Linked DNA regions of Rattus norvegicus: region 1 is linked to region 2. Evidence: chromatin contacts called from public Hi-C data. All regions are on one chromosome and are shown on one strand. Each heading gives the region's core, a stretch centred on a gene start, on an enhancer-like site or on the middle of the called end of the contact. The rest is flanking DNA. Distances are from core to core; before and after follow the strand shown. Region 1 has its middle 34 kb from the start of Rpl19l1. Region 2 holds the start of Dnah11 (dynein, axonemal, heavy chain 11).

Region 1 (5,925 bases), core at 1,645-4,144, 260 kb before region 2:
CACCGATTTCTAACAACAACAAAAAAACCCTAATATTCATAATGCAGCCCAACTATGTTTGTGTACATGACTGCCTGCCTTTTGCTGCAGCAAAGCTGGATCCTACATGCCTATGGCATTATTTATGCACTTAATGGAGCAGCGCAGTGTAGCGATTCATATCTATTATAGATTTAGTAAGACACGGAGGCATAAGTGAATTTAATCAGACATGTAATTATTTTTATGCCTCCAACTCAAAAATATGCGTAAATAAATTTATGGTTATTTGGCAATCAGTGGGAATGGTCTTTATAAATGTTGAAACAGCTGCTGGCAAACATATTTGCAAAAGAAAGAGAAAGGCTCTTCCAATCGGCGCAAACGAGATGAAGGGACGAGTTAACTGGAATGCCAGTGCTAGCTGTTGAATATTTGTTTTGCCATCCTTGATATTACACAAACATGCAAAACCTGGCATTTCTTTGCCTTCATGGCTACATTTCCTCAGAGGAGCACATTTTTCTCAGAGGAGAACCTTGAAACACATCAGTACGTTACAATGCTCGTATTTTCTCGTTCTGAGTAGCTGCTGTCAAGCTGTTTGACTTCCAGATTCCCGTTTATTCTATTATTGGTGGTATCGCTCCCGTTCTTGAGATGGAACATTCTCGTTTGAAATAACGGGCTACGGTGGCACCGCACTTCTGTCAAATACGTTGATTCTGGCAACTGTTAGGGTTGCTGCTCTCTGGCTTTCACAGTGGCTCTAAGATATTTGCAAAACTTTGCCCGGAAGGATAGTAAATGCAATCTTCACGTTAGTTAGTTATGATTACTTTGCTGTGTTGAAACATCTAATAAATCGCGCATCGGTAAGGGTAGATCTTGGACAAATACTCTGAGAAGATCTAATTTTCTTAAAGTACATCTTTTTTTTTCATTCTCTCAAGTTTTCAATCGAAATTTAGTGCTTTTGGCTGGTGAGAAATTAATGACATTGGCATCTAGTATCTTCTCTCTAACCTGCAGCGGAGAAAAAGCTTCCCAGAGCTCTCCTAATGTGTCAATTAGGTCCTAGTCAGATTACCTCAGGAGGAATTATTTCGTTTGTCTAGGACCAGATATAAAACAGTATAATTTATTAAAGTGGGACACAACGAGGAACACTCCCGCGCTCAGGACTGAGGTGGACTATGTAAATAAAGCCATCGCCTGAGCTTTCCAAGGTGAAGGCATACCAGTCTGCATGTCAATTCTATGCTTATCATCATTTCCAATAGGTTAGTAGCAGCCTTAGATGTCACGGTCATCCGACTTTTGTAAAATCATGGGGTTCCCTTTCATTCACGTATGTTGTTTCAATGATCAGTAGCATTTCCAATAAATTATACACTAGCCAGTTGAAAGAGCTTCTGACTGGTATGGGGGAAAAACTGCAAACCAGGCTAAGGGATGCTTCACCCGCTGCCCAGCTCGGCCGGCCGTGAGACTAGTCAGGTTCCTTGGCAAACCACAGAGCGCCCTCTGTTGATGAAAAAGCACAGCGCGGGAGCGGACCCCAGCCCTGCGGATCTGAAGCTGCAACCCTGCGGGTCGACAAGTCCCATTTACGACGCGAGAAAAAAAAATCCCGTTTAAAATTATAAGAATATTGATTTGCTGGACGCAGAAAGCACACATGACTGCAAGCTCCGAGAGAATGGTAGGATGGTATGTATTTAAGTAGATACACGCACAAACATGCTCGCATCACAGTGTCTACCTACCTGAAGCACTGGGTAAGGAGGCTTCTTTTCCTTCTGTGGACACTCATACACCGGTTTGTTTCTATTCATGTTTTTCGGAACTTCCAGAAAACATGGCGTGAGCAATAATGCTAAATAAGGTAGAGTCTACATTTTCATTTTCTTTAAATGAAAGACTAACTAAACCTCCTTTGAACACACACAGAGAGAGAGAGAGAGAGAGAGAGAGAGAGAGAGAGAGAGAGAGAGAGAGAGAGAGAGAGAGAGAGAGAGCTGCGTCCCTTGACCTCCAAGAGGGAAAGACCAGAAAACAAAACCACCACGACTGCTGACTTTGGTTTAGTTTGTGTTTTACTGCTTTCTAACTAAGTTCCAGCAAGCCTTTATAAAATAGCGTGCTGGGGTACAAAATTTTATTTTGGAGGGGGCAGGGGCTACAATTTTAAACCAGTAATTCTATGTTAAGCACTCTTCCGTTCTGTATTTCCATTTACCTCCTGTTGGGTTGGGGAAGAAAATTAGTCTCATGGAGGAGACATCTTTACATTTTTAAGGTCATTGCATATGCTAATTAGTTTTAAAAGCATAGCTGTTTTAGGTTACCTTGCTCTGTCCAGCTTTTAGGTAGCAATTGAAAACGTTGTTGCATTCTTGACTTCGAGTTGCTGTTGGGTGTTACAAACGTTTCTGAAAGACTGACTGTATTCGGGGACCTGCACTGTTACGTCATATCTGATGGCACAGGTGCTTATTAACCTAAAGCTGGGTATTTACAGCCACAGAATTAACTTGATTTTGTGATTTAATTGCAATCTTTAATTCCGTTGTCTCAAGAGAAGACTTCTCTTTCTTGTAAGTTTCCGTTTCAGATTCAAAAAAAGGAATTCAGAGACAAAATATTAGGCCTCTCTAAGAGAGTCAGTCATCAGGAAGGAAGGGAGGAGGGATGTGGAGGATTCTGAGTCATTGCCAGTATACACGAAACTCACCAGATAAATCGCTCGGTACACATTTTTATTTTTCCTCGCAGAGACAATAAGCGTTTTAAAGTAATAAAACTTTATTTTTTCCCCTATATCTTCCATCTTCAGCTATTTGAAGTACCTACATTAATGTGATCATGCTCAACAGGATTTGTTCACATAGCGCACAGGCGCTAAGGAAGTAATTTATGGCCAGAGTCAGAATCCTGAACTGAAGCTCACAGTGCTGAAGTGGGATCAGCAGTGCCTGGGAAGCCTTTAACACGCAAATCCACGCGAAACAGATGAGAATTGGCAGACTCAGTGGCAATGGCGTTTGGAGATTTCAGCCCACCCCAGTATTCCAGGGGAACTGCAAACAGGGTGGGGGTGAGGGGTGGGGGTGAGACACTGCCCTATCCCAGGCTGGCCAGAGCATGTGCCAACACCTTCTGAATTTTCCCCATATTATATCAGCCTTAGCCCTTGTACTTTTATGTGATATGCTATCGCTTTAAATAAAAACAAATATATATTTTATTGGGAATAGGATTATGCTATTTCTCTTTCAGACAATAAAATTACATGAAAATGGTGTATACCCAGAAACAATTTAACCGTGATAAGTGTGTAACTTCCCCCCATGGCTGTGAAAAGCTGAAAATTAATTAGAATGTCAACATTTTGAAATGAAAATGAGCCTCGAGAAAAATGATTTTCTTTTTCCCTGTTTTTTTTTTTTAATTTGAGATTTGAAAATCGGATAAATTTGCTCACAAATGGAAATTTTAGTTTAAAGAAGCATAAATCGGCCAAACTTAAGTTTATATAATTAAAAAAATGCTTCCCCATTCCCAAATAATTTTATCCTCACAAATTGCACTGTAAAATAGTTTCATGCCTCTGTGCAATATTTTAAGCACTTCAGTTAAAGAAACACTAAATATTTTAAAAAACAGCCCACCAGAGGGCAGTCAGCTTTTAGTCTAACATGTTTGAAATGAATTTATTGGCATGGTTGGCTGAATTCTGAATTAAAATCACATTAGTCTTTGTATCCATAAATTCCTGACTTAAGGTTGGAAAGTACAAGGCTTCAATCATCCTGATTAAAAATCTTCAGGTATTCTAACACTTGCCCTTCTTTACACCCTCAATTGGTTATTGTGGTATTTATGTTTTGTAATAAAACAGGGTTTATTCTGATTTGAGGTGCCTTGGAGGCTTTAATAATTTTTAGTCAGTAGAGACTTCAGTAAAACCCCAACTGAGGAAGTCCTGAGAGACGTTTAAACTATACGTTGTACAACAGGTGCAAGGGACATTCTGAACATGAAGGGCTTGGAGACTCCTGGGTTTGCTTTCTCATGCAGACACCACAGTGCAGCCACCTAATGCATGATGCCATCTTAGTCGTTGGCTGTGATGTTGCTCAGCTAGAAGATGCTTGAAAGAACCCGAGTGTCCTTGGGTGCTTGGGTTCAGCTTTGTGACAACCAAATGAGCTAGGCACATGCTTGAAATCCTAGCATTTCAGAGGCTCAGGCAAGAGGCTGGGGAAGTTGAGGCCAGACTGCAAAGAGAACAAGCCACTGGTGTTAGACGATACGTGTGGGTAGTAACCCTCCAAGCCAAACACCTGCACTAAATGATTTGCTCAGGATTAAAGAACCGAGCCAGTAAGTTGTCACCCTCCAATTCCTAACGTGCCTTGGAACTCAGGACCCATAGAAGAGACCTGAGTCCTGGGGTACTTTCCCTTTGGGATTATTTATTTTGGATTTATTGTTTGGGGGAACACTTTTTCCCTTTTTCTCTCCATCACCCTTCACCTCTGTCTGTGTGCACATGAGTAAAGTTGTCCAAAGAGGCCTGAAGAAGGCATCTGATTCCCTGGAGTTAGGGTCCCAGGCAGTTGTGAGACAGGAGCGTGCTGAGAATGGAGATCAGATCCTTTGGAAGAACTGCAAGTGCTCTTAACTGCTGAGCCACATCTCCAGTCCCGAGAAGGTGTTTGTTTGCTTTGTTTTTTTACAGTATATTCCGTATTTATTATATAGCTGAGGGATATTTTTATTTAAAAGTATCACATTTTATAAGAAAATAATGATGTGACATGTGCAGAGACTAGTACAGTTAACAGGGGGATGCAATGCTTCTAGGACTGTCTCATGCACAGATCCATATTTTGGGGTAGAGGCTCACTTGATGCCGATTTGCCCTTGCTACCTTTCAATGTCCCCTTGTAGTCACATGAACTACAAAGTTCCTGGGACACCTTTTCATGTTAATACTTGTAGATACTAAAAACTGATAGCAGCTGAGCTAAGTTGAGCTGTGTATTAGATGAGGCAGTACATTAATACTCAAGCCACCATCAGGAAGTAGGTACTATTATTTCTCTCCCTGTTCAGAGGAGAGAAACTACTGGGAAACATATAGACTCCATATCTTTAACCCTGTGGCTTGTATGAGCAACACAAGATTCTGATGTGGTACTATACTGTTCTCCCTTTAAGTATCCTGCATGGGAAGGCTAGCTTTGTGTTTCTTGGAAAGGCAATGTAGGAGTTTGCTTCCTATTACTGTAATAGACAGCACAACCAACTTGGGGAGGAAAAGAGTTTATTTGCCTTACAGGTTGTAGTCTGTCACTACAGGAAGCCAAGGCAAGAACTGAAGCAAAGGCCATGGAGGAGTGCTGCTCTCTGGCTTGCTCCCCATGGCTTGCTCAGTGAACTTCCTTATGCCTCTCAGGACCCAGGGGTGATACTAGTTAGTGTGTATGTGTCCCCACATCAAACATTAATCAAGATTAAATGCCCAGTGGACTTGCCCACACGGGCCAATCTGGTAGAGCTATTTTCTCAGTTGAGTTTCCCTCTTCCCAGATGTCTGTAGCTTGTGTCAAGGGAGCAAAGTGCCTACCAGCATGGGCAGCTCCAAATTATCCTCTCTCTCTCTCTCTCTCTCTCTCTCTCTCTCTCTCTCTCTCTCTCTCTCATCCAGATCCCACTTTTCATGATATCTTTTTTTTTTTTTTTGGTTCTTTTTTCGGAGCTGGGGACCGAACCCAGGGCCTTGCGCTTCCTAGGTAAGCGCTCTACCACTGAGCTAAATCCCCAGCCCCTCATGATATCTTAATGTATTACCGAAATACAGCAGTCCCAACCCCGTAGTGACACTCACAGCGGGAGTTCCATCCCAGACTCTACTGCGTATCAGCCAGGTGGGTT
Region 2 (6,125 bases), core at 2,289-4,788:
CAATCCTAATTAAGGCCAATGGGGGGTGGGGTACAGTTTGGGGTTGGAGGGAGAGGTGAAAGTTGGAGAGACCTTACCGGGAAGACCAGAGGTTTGGTGGGAGTGGGAAAGGGGATAAGAGATTGGTTCCCTGTAGCAGCAGGCTACTTGAGAATGTTCTCCCCTAAAGCACAGGAGACAAGCTCCAACATACGAAGTCATCTGGAACCTGTGTTACCTCTGCTCACATCCCATTACTGAAGCAACTCCAGGAATATTAAAGTGAACCCTTCTCAAGGGAAGGTGAAGGGAGGAAGTGTTTGCTGAAATGTTGATGATTTCCTATGTCAGGTGAGGAAACCGAGGCACCCAGAGGGGAAAATGGCTTGCTGGGATCACACACTTAGCACCTTGTGGGTGACCTTCCGGGCTTCATGGGGTTTCCCAGGGAAGGCAGAGATGGGGGTGTTGGAGGTTGTGGTGGCAGAGGTTGTGATTTGGGGGGTGCAATTGCTTACTTTTGGTAATATTTACCTTTTAAAAAACTCTTTACTATCCTAAGGTTTCAGGTAATTAACTCCTGCTGTGTGGCATCAGGGAATTAAGTAAAGGATTCATTGTTAGAGTTCCTTTCTCTTTTGCCCAGGAGTCTCTTGCAGGCCAGGTGAAAAGCCTGGAGTTTATTCTCTGTGAAGTAGAGAGAAAAGAGAAGGAAAACAAGGAACACATTCAAACACACACATAGACGCTCGCACGTACACACATTCTAGATGTAGCAGAAATGGCCACACCACCTTTCTTTATTGCTATTAACAATTTTTATAGCCTTTTAAACAAAAAGTTCTCTATGTAAGGAAGAATTACCTCAGAGATAAAATGTTACACAGAAGGGGAATTACAGAGAAGAACCCGTAACAAGTTCAAAGCAGTGTTTCATTCTATAAGCACATAAGTCCAAAGCAAGAGTTTTCACACGGCCTTGCCTTATCATAGTGAGTGCACACCTGTGGCTTCATCCTTGGTCCTGAATGTTTTTCCTTGAACACATATTTGTCCCAAGCCTATATCTCTTCTTAGTGTGATTATGAAAGCTTATTGCTTGGCTTATTATGCAGCCTTTACTTACTATTCTCTGAGGAGGGGTGAATTCTATTCTTGAGTCTACCTTTATTACATCTTTTTGGCAAAACGACGAAAACCATCTGAAAACTTTCTTTCTAAAATTGTTTAAATCAAATCAGTAATTCTGTGAAATCATAAATTCATCTAAGCAGCATTAATTCATGAAAGTTTATCTTTATGTCGATCTGCAGAAAATCTGCTCAACAGGGTGGGCTAATGCCAGGAATCATTACACTATGTAATAGTGATAGGAAAAGGCATTTCAGCTGCAAGAAGCAATCCTGAGATGAAATTTCTCAAGGCCCTGCAACTCAGAGCTTACCCATCACAGCCATGCAAAAATGGTGGGCCATCTCCAGAAAAGTCACCTGCACGCCTTTAGCCTATCCTAGGTGGCTCCTGACAGCACCTGATAGAAAGGGAAGGCAAACCCAGGTAGAACAACCTCAGTCCAGACAGTGTGGAGCTAGCTTAGACAACAATGTGAGGAGAGACGCTTAGAGTGCCGACATGCTGCAGTGCTCAGCAGCAGGGCAGTGTTTGGCACCCAGTAGGTGTTTAATAAGGATTTTCTTGAGAAACCAAGTGAACTCAGCATGGTACCTACTTGGTATTTTTAAATAACACTTGATCCAAGGAGGGAAAGCATGTCTTTCTAAGTGATGATTTTATTACTCTAAGGTACAAACTCTCTAGGGAAAATGCATTTCTTAATATCTACTATAAGGAAAGACTCAAACTCTGGGTTTATAAAAGTTATATTTTTTATTTGTAGATACTTGCTAATTACAGATGTAAATTCTGAAAAAAGGAACTATTCTGCTAGAGAAAACTCAATGACAAGTAAAAATTGCACTGGTCTTTGTGAATATGCACCGAGCCTGGCAGGCTCCCTTTACAGCAACTTCACTGTTCTCATGGCTGCTAGTGAGTTAAATTCTTTGCTACATTTTCATTGGCTATTTTGTTACATTTGAGTCCTTGAAAAGCTTACTTTAATACTAGCCTTATTGTTCTAATTGTTCCCTCCCCAAATTGAAAGTAGTTTATTGACTTATAATTTAATTTAAAATAAATGTATTGATTACACAATCGTGTGTGTGTGTGTGTGTGTGTGTGTGTGTGTGTGTGTGTGTGTGTGTGTGAGAGATGTGTGTGACAGGCACCTGTTACGGGTCAGAGACAACTCTGGGGAGTTGGTCTGGCCTTCCACCTTGCTGAGGCAAGCCTTCTCTAGTTTCAGCTGCTGTGTACTCCAGGATAGCTAGCCCGTGAGCTTCCAGGTGATTCTCCTGCCTCAGCTTCCCATCCCATCTTAGAAGTGCTAGGTTATAGGAACACACCACCAAACTGAGCTTTTATGTGAATTCTAGGGCTACGGTTGTGGTAGCCAGGCTTACGGGGCTCAAGCTCTGAGGCAGTAGGCCATCTCCTCAATTTATTTATTTACAGACAGTTTCTCTGGTACCAGAATTAGGAGCATACAAACCTAGAATATAAGGTCAAGGGAATATAAACTCAGGGTTAATCTCCTACACCTAGGTTCTGGACACTCCCAAGAGACACCATAAATCACAAGGCAGATTTGATGTTGGCTGTGACATCTTTATGAAGGCTCTCCAGAAACATTTAAACCTAAGAATCTGATAATATAACCAGAAAAACATCTAGATGGATGTGAGAGGCAATATTCCCAAAGGAAAACAAGAATGTTCAAGCCTTACTATAAATACGGATGAATTATCAAAGGTAACTCCTGTTGGGAAAGAAAGGGGATGGGTGAAACCTATTTAGTTCGAAGACTCTCTCCCACTTCAAAATTCTGAATACTTTAATAATAAGAATATCAGCGAATGACGGATAAAGTAAGATTTCTGAGCGCTGGGGATGGAAGTTAGGGCTTCGACTATGCTCTGCCACCATCCTGCCTGAGATAAGTTCTTACCCTCAACTCTAGCATTTGCGTTTGATGCATTTGGCCTTTTATAAAAAGCTCATTGCAGTCTCTTTGGGGGTAAGAATCAGGATTTGTGATGCCTAGATCTTGGACTTTGACAATTAGGAAAGTAAGAGAGTTTTTTGTTTGTTTTGTTTTACTGGGACACTGTCCTCCCAGGAACTTAAAGACAGCAATGAGGAGGTCTACCGAATTACTTTGGGGCATACTTCACCCACAGTTAAACACTGAGCAATTATCCCTGGCTTTGTAGGGACCAGATGAACTAACCAGGGCAGCAAATTAGCAGGAATATCTGCTCAAGACAGTACTGCTAAATCCAGAGCCTCTAGCTAGTCCTGGAACATTTCTGGGAACTCCAAGATGCCCAGGGGGTGAAAACAGAGAAATCCAATGGTTCCCTGGCCTGATTTCTTCTGCCTGGAGGCTCCAAGAGGCTCAAGACTCACTCCTCCCTCCCTCCTTCCGGGGCTGGGGCAGGGCGGCCATCTCCCTGGCAACGGGACGCGATGCAGTCCGGGCCACCGCGCCTCCAGTGCTCCTGGCTCTGCAGTCAGAACTGCTGGCACTGCCTCGGGAGATCGCCTCTGTGGCACAGGACTCCGAGAATCCTCTCTAGCTAGGTACGAGATGGCAGCCCAGGAAGAAGGGACCGTGCTGCGGCTCAGCCCCTCGGAGCAGGAGGACGAGGAAGACGAGGAGGCGGAGGCTGCACGGAGAGCGCAACGTTTTGCCGTAGACCCCCGGGTGCGCTTCCTGGGAGGCCGTCTGCAGCAAGCGCTGGGGTTCCCGGAGGAGACGTGGGGCGAATATCTGGAGAGCGAGGACCACCGGCAGGTCCTAGGAGACTTTCTGGAGAGCAGTGGTCCTGCTAGCCTGGTGTTTAGTGTCGCCCCGGGGTTGCTCTCGGCGTCCCCCGAGGTAAGGCGCAACTTGAGAGGATGCAGGCTGTGGGATTTAAACGTAACTTGAAGTCCACCTCCTGGTCTCTGTGTCCCCTTGTGCACCAGCTCTACAGAAAACACTGTATGTTAGTTTTCTGCAAGGGATGCCTGTCGAAAGAGATATTTGTATAAAATAATGCAAGAAAACTAAGGCAGCCTGGGCTAATGGTGCCAGGAGAGCTTTGCGGGGCCAAATAACTTCTGTTTCAGACCCCGACGGAACTCCAGAGTCATATTCTTTTAAACAACTCAAGCTAAACCCTTATAGCGTGAGTTGTTTCAGCATCTATACTACATTTTGTCCAGGAAAGAAATAATCGAGTTCTAACAAAAAAAGGGAGCGGGAGCAGGCTGGACTGTGGTGGCGCTTACTTTATTAACTCCTAGCACTTGGGAGGAAGAGGCAGTGGCAGAGGAGGCAGGAGGATCTCTGTGAGTTTCTGACCAGCCTGGTCTACCCAGTGAGTTTCAGGACATCCAGGGCTACACCATGAGACCCTGTCAAAACCACAAACTAAACAAACAACAAAAATCAACAATAACAAACAAATAAGACTGGCTGGTGTCGTTTAAAGCACAAAATAAACATGCTTGTTTTGTAAATTAGATTATTAGTAATTTCTAGAAGTATTATCTTGGCAGTTATATTGTAAATTCCTTTTAGACGATCTATTCATTTTATTTTTATGTGTATGCATGCTTGCCTGCGTGTATGTCTGGGCACCTTGTGAGTACCCGGTGCCCATGGAGGTCAGAAGAGGGGTGTTGGGATTCCTTGGAACTGGAGTTACAGATTATTGTGAATTACCACCATGTGGGTGTTTGGGAAAGGAACTGTCTCTCTACCCCCAAACATAAGTTCCAAGAAAAGTCACCTCCATACTTGTTTGTAGCAGAGGTGTGCTTTGGAAAGTTACTTATCAATAGAACTCTAAAAACTTGTGTCCAATTGCTTTACTTTCTGATGTGTTTTCCTTTAAAACTGATGTCACTTCCGTGTGTGTGTGTGTGTGTGTGTGTGTGTGTGTGTGTGTGTGTGTGTGTGTGTATCCTGTAATTTGCACAGGCCTCAGGTTTAATGGGCATTGTGTTTCTTCCTTTGCTTTCTTGTCATTCTTTCCTTTCTGAATTTCCTTGCCTAATAGGTTATCTTTCAGCAGTGTTGGACTTGGGATTCATGTTGTAAAGGGGTAACATCATCCCAGATGTGGTCATTTAGGACAGGTATGAGGCAAGCCCTCAGAATATTAGCGAGTAACAGGATGTTTGCATTTCAGCTGCGTGAGTTTTGAATAGCTTTGTTTTAGTATTCTCCTAATTATAATTTTTAAAAAAAAGTTTATGTCAGACAAGTCAAGAAACCTAAAGTTCTCAGAGCATAGAAGCTGAATAGTGTAGTATTTACCAAACCAAACCAAACAAAACGAAACAGAACCCCTCAACAGTTATAGGAATGTTAAACTATCTTGGCTAAACACTTCTGTTCTTTGCCTTGATGGCAGAAATGAAAATTAACCCCTTGTGACTCCGTTTGGCTTATTTTCAAACAAGAGAAAAATTATCAAAAGGGGGGAACTCTCACTAGGATTGAAATGTTCTTATGTTTGGTTTTGTTTATGAAAATCTTACAGTATATGCTGTTTAGGTGTAATGGGCATGTCTTTGAAGGTGATATTGTAAAAAAGATAAGAGAATCCTACCTTTTCCAGGACACAGAAGAGCAACAGAGCAACCTTGTTTGTAAATATGGGCCAGAAGCCAGGGTTTTACTTCCTCTGTTGGCAATCTGTCTGCAAGTGGGATACATACAGCAAATCCTGCCTGTTAACAAAGAGGCTCTGTAGTAAACTTGAACTAATTATCTTGCTTTTGTTCCAGATTCCAAGAGATGTGAAACACAAGCTGGTTTATTTTGCAAAGAAGATGACTGGGAGCACGGGAGAAAGTGATTTCTCCCAAACCGTTTTGTTTGGAGAAATACCCAGGTCATTGTTCACACATGTAACTGCATTCCTAGATGAGGTACTGATCTGTCTCCAGTATCTGAGTGTTTTTCTTGACCTCCAGACACCTGGCATTCGTTGAGACGCTCTGTCTCCTTAAGTAGAAGGACGTGGGGAGAC

Evidence for each region. A called contact is a pair of places that touch in the nucleus more often than the background predicts.
Region 1: a contact with region 2 is called in a Hi-C map of the A7r5 cell line, with 3 times the contacts expected there. The contact joins the enhancer-like site here to the promoter of Dnah11 in region 2. A contact is called at or near these places in 2 of 12 Hi-C or Micro-C datasets (the A7r5 cell line and the Rat2 cell line).

Annotation. Positions count from the first base shown.
Region 1 is chr6:145,554,815-145,560,739 of GRCr8, reverse strand. No RefSeq gene overlaps it. Among named protein-coding and RNA genes, the nearest start is that of Rpl19l1, 34 kb to the left of the region's middle. Within about 2 kb of position 2,894, at least 1 of the 93 cell types and tissues checked has an H3K27ac peak or open chromatin away from gene starts, as enhancers often do. A contact at or near this core is called in the A7r5 cell line, where this site is marked.
Region 2 is chr6:145,295,936-145,302,060 of GRCr8, reverse strand. It overlaps Dnah11 (dynein, axonemal, heavy chain 11), which reads left to right and starts at 3,538. Exons shown (of 82, transcript XM_063262810.1): 1 at 3,538-3,979; 2 at 5,881-6,024. The coding sequence starts at 3,689.